Linked DNA regions of Sus scrofa: region 1 is linked to region 2. Evidence: chromatin contacts called from public HiChIP or PLAC-seq data. All regions are on one chromosome and are shown on one strand. Each heading gives the region's core, a stretch centred on a gene start, on an enhancer-like site or on the middle of the called end of the contact. The rest is flanking DNA. Distances are from core to core; before and after follow the strand shown. Region 1 holds the start of RPL14 (ribosomal protein L14). Region 2 holds the start of EIF1B (eukaryotic translation initiation factor 1B).

The links. HiChIP or PLAC-seq counts read pairs in DNA pulled down with a chosen protein or histone mark.
Region 1: a contact with region 2 is called in an H3K27ac HiChIP or PLAC-seq map of alveolar macrophages. The contact joins the promoter of RPL14 here to the promoter of EIF1B in region 2. A contact is called at or near these places in 1 of 5 promoter capture datasets (liver), 1 of 47 Hi-C or Micro-C datasets (liver) and 2 of 2 datasets of contacts at active chromatin or transcription factors (alveolar macrophages and skeletal muscle).

The regions. Positions count from the first base shown.
Region 1 is chr13:24,693,842-24,697,585 of Sscrofa11.1, reverse strand. It overlaps RPL14 (ribosomal protein L14), which reads right to left and starts at 2,377. Exons shown (of 6, transcript NM_001097478.1): 1 at 2,359-2,377; 2 at 1,768-1,869; 3 at 1,075-1,169. The coding sequence starts at 2,361.
Region 2 is chr13:24,573,552-24,577,193 of Sscrofa11.1, reverse strand. It overlaps EIF1B (eukaryotic translation initiation factor 1B), which reads right to left and starts at 2,011. Exons shown (of 4, transcript NM_001001635.1): 1 at 1,981-2,011; 2 at 881-1,044; 3 at 372-473. The coding sequence starts at 2,011. The region is part of intron 2 of LOC110256427 (a long non-coding RNA gene); the gene reads left to right.

The DNA of each region.
Region 1 (3,744 bases), core at 1,128-3,627, 120 kb before region 2:
GTCACCTCTGATTACGTGTGTATATGTATGTGTGTGTATATATATATATCACTCCTCAGTAGTGGATGAGAAGAAAGCAATTTATTTTTCATCAAGAATGAGGTAAAGTTAATCTGTATGCCTTACATTATTTTGCACATTAATGCCTAAAGGTTTGTGTTCAGTATAGCCCCTTGTAATCTAATGGTTAGGACCTGTGCTTTCACTGCAGCGGCCTGGGTTCAATCCTTGGCCTGGTAACTGAGACCCCACTTCAAGCTGCTGCACACCATGACCAAGGGGGGAAAAAAAAAGATCTGTGTTGAGACATCATGAAATGCTACTACTGTCTAAATTCCTAGTAAGTAACTGGGAATATAACCTCTTTAGTGGCTGTTATAAGAAGATAATGTATTAAATATTTTATTTTTTTGCCCCCCCCCCCCCCTTTGAGGGCCGCACCCACAACACGGAGGTCCCAGGCTAAGGGTCCAATTGTAACTACAGCTGCCGGCCTACACCACAGCCACAGAAACCTCAGATCCGAGTCAAGTCTGTGACCTACACCACAGCTCACAGCAACACTGGATCCTTAACCCACCAAGGAGGCCAGGGATTGAATCCACAACCTCATGGTTCGTGGTGGGATTTGTTTCCACTGTGCCAAGAAGGGAAGACCTTAAACATTTTAAATATTTAACAACTGGCACATACTAAAGAACTCGACTGATGATTGCACTTGAAGAGACAAATATTAGTATTTTGTTTTGAAGCTGAATTGAACAAAATATGTCATGAAACCAGAATTCTGTGGGGAGTTCTTTGTGGTGTAAATCCTAAAAGGGAGACAAAGAAAAAGGATGGGAAATCTGGATAAAAGAAGAGCCACTGAACTACCAGATCACAGGACATTTTAAAAATGCCTGTCTACATCTACACTGTAAATCTCTCCTCTAAATTTTTCTCTCACACTGCTAAATATATTCTCAAGAGAAAAACAACAAAACAGCAAAAACATTTCTTTGGATTAAGCCAAGCAAACTTTTACTAGTATTAATTAAACAAGGGTAGGGGTGATGGTTGGTGGACAGTTACCTGTGTGGGAACTTGAGGATGAAGTCGGTGAGCTGCATGCATTTGAAAGGCATAGCCTGTCTCCTTACTTGAGTGCAAGGTCCATCCACTAAAGCCTAAAAATACATAAGACCAAGGACATCAGTGTAAAACTGTTACCAGCATTCAAAATGCAAACATTTTGTGTATCACTAATCCTTTCAGAATCATCACATCCTTACTATTTAAGTGCTTTTCACAAATAAATAAAACTATCAGCAATTGTAGTACAGCATATAACCCTACATACAATTTTAAGTTTTTAATCCTTGCACGTTCCCAGCAACTCCATGATCATTCAGCTTCTGGTCAATCCCTTAATATATGATTCTCAAATACTGACAACAGCAAACAAAGCTCTTCCTATGTGCTTAACTTTGTTCTAAACTCGCATTACATATAACAACTAATTTAAGCATCACCAATGTTTTAGCATATAATTAGTTAAAAACTCTGGCTGGTTTAAGGAGCAGAAATAATACTCAAAATGCCTTAGTACTTGCCAATTCCAGTATGTGCTCCTAACCCCTATTTGCATTGTTTCCTTTTTTATAAAACGCAATTACCACCCGTAATATTCCTACCTCAGTGGGCTATTGGGACAATTACCATTATAATCTACACTGCATACCATCCATTGCCATATGAAGTCGCGACACTTTTCTTTACACTTACCCTGTTCTGATCAATAACATCTACAATTGCGACCAGCTTGCCGGCATGAGGTCCAAAGGAGACGTAGGCCACTCGGCCAACCTCCACGAAGCGCCTGAACACCTAAAATTGAGAAGTGGGAAAAGGAACAGCAGATCGACTAAAAATACTCTCTGGTTTGCAAAGCTTTACCGCTTTGAAAGGCAACATGGCTAAGAACCGCGAGAAAGAATGGTGAGGGGGAACACACCCAAACGCTACGGTAGTCCTGGATGGACAAAATCCGCAGGAGTGACGGCAAAAGCCAGGTCTATGGGGTCTGCAAGGCCCAAATGCCTGCCCTAGCCAGGATCCCAGCCGCCCCAGAGGTCCAGCTCAGTCGGCCGAAGAGCGCACGCGTGTCCCAAAAGGCGCAGGGCCTGCCGGGCCCTCCACGCGCTCGTCGGTCGCACACCCGGAAAGCTTCCAAACTGCGAGTTCCGTCCGCCCTGGGACCCTCACCGCTCGCTACCTAAAACCCGCAAGGCACCGTTCCGCGCCTCCGCTTCCCAGCCCAGGCGGGGCTGAGGCTGTATGACCAGCAGACCCGGAGCCCGCGCCAGCGATACTCACCATGTTGGCGGCGTTCGGCGAGAAGGAAGAAGGCCTGCCCGACCGTGCGCATGTGTAGCAGGCCGCCCCGCCCCTACGGTGAACAAGACGCCGATGTGTGCACCGATTGGTCGGAACGTACGCACGTACGCACACGCAGGGTCACTGGGAAAACGTGGCGGAGCTCAGCAGAGCCGACCCGGTCTTTTGCAAACGTGAGGGGTAGGATTGCCTCAGTTGGTACCACAGAAGATCTACAGGAAAGTCGTCTTCTAGAACTTCAGGGTAAAGAAGAATACAGAAGATATGCTTCCCATTGTGACTCTGCATCCTTTCAACCTCCTCTTTTAACGTTTTTCTCTTTCCTTCCACTACTCAGTACTCTCCCGATTTTTGTCTATTACTAATGGCCTAGTTAGTAGTAGTTTTTTCTAAGTGACCCCCGTAATTTTATTAACTTTCCGTTTTAAAATAATTCAGATCTACGGAAAAGTTGCGAAACTAGCACAATTCCCAAAACATTTCTTACCCTCTCCAAATGTAACACTAAAGTTGCTTTATCATTCTTTTCTGAACATTTGAAAGGAAACTGTACACACGATATTTCTTTATCTCTAATTGTGAGATAAAGAAAGATTTATTCTAATTGTGCTGTATCCTAAAAACAATGACATTGTTTTATATAGTTGGTATAATGTTTGAGGAGTTCCCTTCCTGGCTCAGCGGTTAACGAACCTGACTAGGATCCATGAGGATGCAGGTTTGATCCCTAGCCTTGATCAGTGGGTTAAGGATCTGGCGTTGCTGTGAGCTGTGGTATAGGTTGCGCAGGTGGCTCAGATCCAGAGTGGCTGTGGCATAGGCCAGCAGCTGTAGCTCCCATTCGACCCCTAGTCAGGGAACCTCCATATGCTGTGGGTGGGGCCATAAAAAGATAAAAAATAAAAATAAAAAAATTTAAATAAATAAATAAAAATATAGGCTTATACGGGAGTTTCCAGGTGGCCAGTGTCTGGTTTGTCACTACTGTGGCACGGTTTGATCCCTGACAGGGAAACTTCCTCCTGCCTCCTGACTGGCCAAAAAATTTTTAAGTAAAAAAGTTGTTGTAGTAAGTACCTTTGTAGTTTATTTTATACCTAGTAGTACTGGGTCTAGTTCAGTGATTCTCTAATTAAGGGTGAATAGACTGGAAGAAAAAAAAAAAAAGATTGCTTAAAATGTTTTCTCCCATTTTTGGTTCTGCTCTGTATATCTGTGAGGGTGGAATCAGAACCAAAAGCAGAGAATATCTAAAATTAGGACCTGATTTATAATCTTCCATTCCTGGCAACCTCATCTCTTTTCTTCCTTCTTTGAATAGCTTACTTTTAATACTACCAACTGACTCACCATGAAATACTTAAG
Region 2 (3,642 bases), core at 762-3,261:
AAAATTTAGCAGAATCACTCTGAATAATATATAAATTCATCCCTAAGAAAACATAGAGCAGTCACCAAAAAGAATCACTGTTAATAGGTTATTGCAACACTGTTATTTGTGGCATAACGGTTAATAACAAACAATTCAACACACATTGTAATAACTTGACATGCCACAAAACATCCTAAATGGACATAGGAATGATCAGGTCACTAATGACAAAATAAACTGGCCCTCCTGCCTTCAAATTAAGTACCAACTTTGTATTTGAAGTAACTGATTTGCTTCATTCACATGATTTTTTACTAAGGACGTAATAATTCACATTGCCTTTAAATACAATACAACCTCAGTTATACATAAAGCACCCAATCACTCACCTCCAAGAGAAACTGGCAAATGTTTTTTCTTTGGTCACCTTGAAGCTGAATAACCTCTCCGTATTCAGGATGTTCAATCACAGTACCATTACAGGCAAATTTCTGGAGAAGTAGGTTCAACATAACTGAGTCAAATACAATGAGATTTTATTTGTACCCTAAGACTAAAATTAGCTATTTCAGTAAACTTGATTACATTTAAGAAACAGCATTTGTCTCCTATAACCCCTGAATTAATTTGAAAATGAATCAGCAGGTCACAGAGAAAATGATTTTTACTGGGAACATGGAAACTAAGCATTTTTTATTTTATTTTGCTTGAGAGCCATGTAAATCTTATTTTAAGATGAAAGACCATAGATCTGAATGTTAATTAGGAGCATGAACAGTTTTCTTGGATCTAATCATTTTCACCCACATTGACAGTCAAGTATACGTGTGAAACGTAATCCTATTTAGAGGTGTGCATCAATAACTACATTTTAGTCTCTTCCTCCTAACACCTTTACCTTTTTGAAAGCTTTCACAAGTTTCTTTTTGTCATAATCATCTGCAATGCCCTGAACAGTAGTCAGTGTCTTCCTGCCGTTCCGTTGCTGGATTCTTATATGAATGTAATCCTCAGTCCCTGCCGGGAGTAAGTCGTCACCCTTAGTTGCATCAGCAAAGGGGTCTGCAAAAGGATACAAAAAAATCCAAAGCAGGAAAATATCTTTTAGTTAGTAATCTCCAGAGAGGTGGTACGCTACCATCTAGGCACTCTGCGAAGAAGGTTCTGGTGCCTCTGCTTTTTTTTCTGCAGGTGAGGATGGGGGGGGGTGGTAAGGGTAAAAATTAATAAAATCTCCAAGGTACTCTCACAAAGAGATTTTAAACACGTATGTCCACTGATACCCGAACAGAAAAACGTTGTTACAGGTAGATAATGTTATTGTTGAATAAAATCCTCTAATGAGAGAAAAGAGATTTTATAGTTTTATAACCACTATAAAAATGTGCGTCATCTCGACTATTCTGATGACAACAGAAACATTCACAGATGCCACTCCAATCATTTAACCGTAACTCTGCCTCGAAAAAAGTAAGAAAGATATATATACAGCAATCAAGAGTAATTTTACAAATTACTACGGGAGCGGAGAAGACTGGGCCACTGCCCTGTGACAGATGAGCGGCCTGATCCGCGTCTGTTACTAAACGCCCCCGAGAGTCGCTCGCAAACAGTCCCGACCGCTAATGGGCGCCGATCCCCCAGCTCCGGGCCAGCCTCCCCCCGGAGAGCAGCAGGGGCAGATCTGCAGGCGGATCGGGGTTGAAGAGGTGGCAGAGGGCAGAAGCGAGGAGCAGACAAATCTAGGGGCAGGCCAGAGGGCGGCACGGGGCCCGAGGCCGGGGCTCGGGGACGGGGTCCGGGGCCGTCCTCCGGGAGGGGGTCGCCAGGGGCCCGTCGCCATCTTTCGGGCGCCGAGACAAAGCCCCACTCGGGGTGCGGGGAGGGCAGTTGGGGGCCCTCTGGGCCAGGGGGGCCGGCAAGCGGCCCTGGTGGGGACAGGCAGGGGCGGCCGGCTGGCCGAGAGGCGCGCGGGGAATGTGAGGGGCCCGATCTTACCGAAAGATTGGAGGTTCTGGATAGTGGACATGCGATACTAGTGTGAGGCCGGTGAAGGGATAAAATTCCTGCGGGGCCCGCCCGGATCACCGTGTCAGGAGGCTGGAGTGGCGAGAAAACGGAAATAAATAAGGAGACGCTTCGCCCCGAGGTAGGGATGCGGCTGGAGCGGCGGCGGCGGAAGCCGGGAGGAGGCAGGAAGAGGCGAAGTAGGAGGCGGAGGAAGAGGCGGCGGCGACGGATGCGAGAACGCGAGAGAAGAGGCGGCGCTGCGGCTTCTCCCACAAAATGGCGGACGGACACTATTTAGCCGCGCCCGCCGCCCCACACGTGACCCTCCCGCGCCAGACGCTCTGGGACTTGTAGTTTTCATAACGCGAGAGACCCCGGAAAGCTCGGGGCGAGCAGGCTTACGGGACCTCAATTCCCAGCAGGGAGTGCGCTCCCCAGCTCCAGGCGGTGGGGCTGGGAGAGGTCCAGCGGGCTGCAGACCCAACTGGCCCGAACCTGCAGGTCTAGAGCAGTTTTCGTGGGGCGCTCGCAGGTTCTCCCTTGAGTCCCCTTCTTTGGCCGTACAGTGCCTGCGCAGAGGGTTTGGTGCTGAGGGGGGCGATGATCATCAGTCACCCTCGAGGCCCCGTGTAATGTAAGTAAAATCTGGGTTAGAGGACCAAAACAAGGCTCGTAGCCCCGGCTTTCGATTCGATGGCAGCCCCTCAGCACCTCCCCTACCTCCCCACCTCCTGCCTCGCTCGGTTGCAGGAGCTCTGTAAGTCCCTCTGAAAAGTCGATATGAGAGTCTCTCGCTCAGGATTGGACCGCCCTCAGATTGCCTAGCGCGGTGATTCTCAAACTCCAGTGGGCATTTCCCCAGGGCTTGTTTCAGGACGTCTGGGGCATGACCCTAGAATTTGCAAATCCAGCAAGCTGCCAGGCGATGCTCATGCTACTGGTCTGGGACCGCAGTTAAGAACCACTGCCTAGCTTCAGTGGGGGCCCAAGTATATCCCCGAGCTCCATGGAACATACCAGAAAACCAGCTTGACAACTTGAACACAGAACAGGAAGGTTAACTGATAGGTACCAGAACTGTAATATCTCCCTAACAAACTATACACAGAAAAACAAACCTGAGGCCATGAGAATAGGCTCACCCAGGCAGGTGGTCAATTGTCAAACTTGGTTGATTTTCTGAAAGCAAATATGGACTAAAAAGTTAGGGATTCTTAACCTTGTTTGTGCCATGGCAGACTTGTGAAAGTTTATAGACCCCTCAGAATCATGCTTTAAGAAATAAAACATGTAGGATTACAAAGGAAACCTATTACATTAAAGTTAAAAACAGTACATTGATAACATAGTATTACTTCTTTACTAATGCATTAATTAACAAGATCTAATAGCAGGTCTAACAACAGCTGGAATTTCAAAAAGGTGCCAAGGAAAAGATACTTTGAGATGTCTGTAGCATCAGAAGTGTAATATAAAAATATCTGTAGCTTCTATTGGTGCCAAGTTGAACATCCTTCAGATAATTCTGGGATGTTAACAGCATTCATAATGGAAAAAAAAGCTAGATTTTGGCGAGAGATTAGTGAAAATGTAGGTAGTCTTTTTTCCCATCCAATTTTAGGAATCCCTTCCCCTCCCACCCCCCGCAGT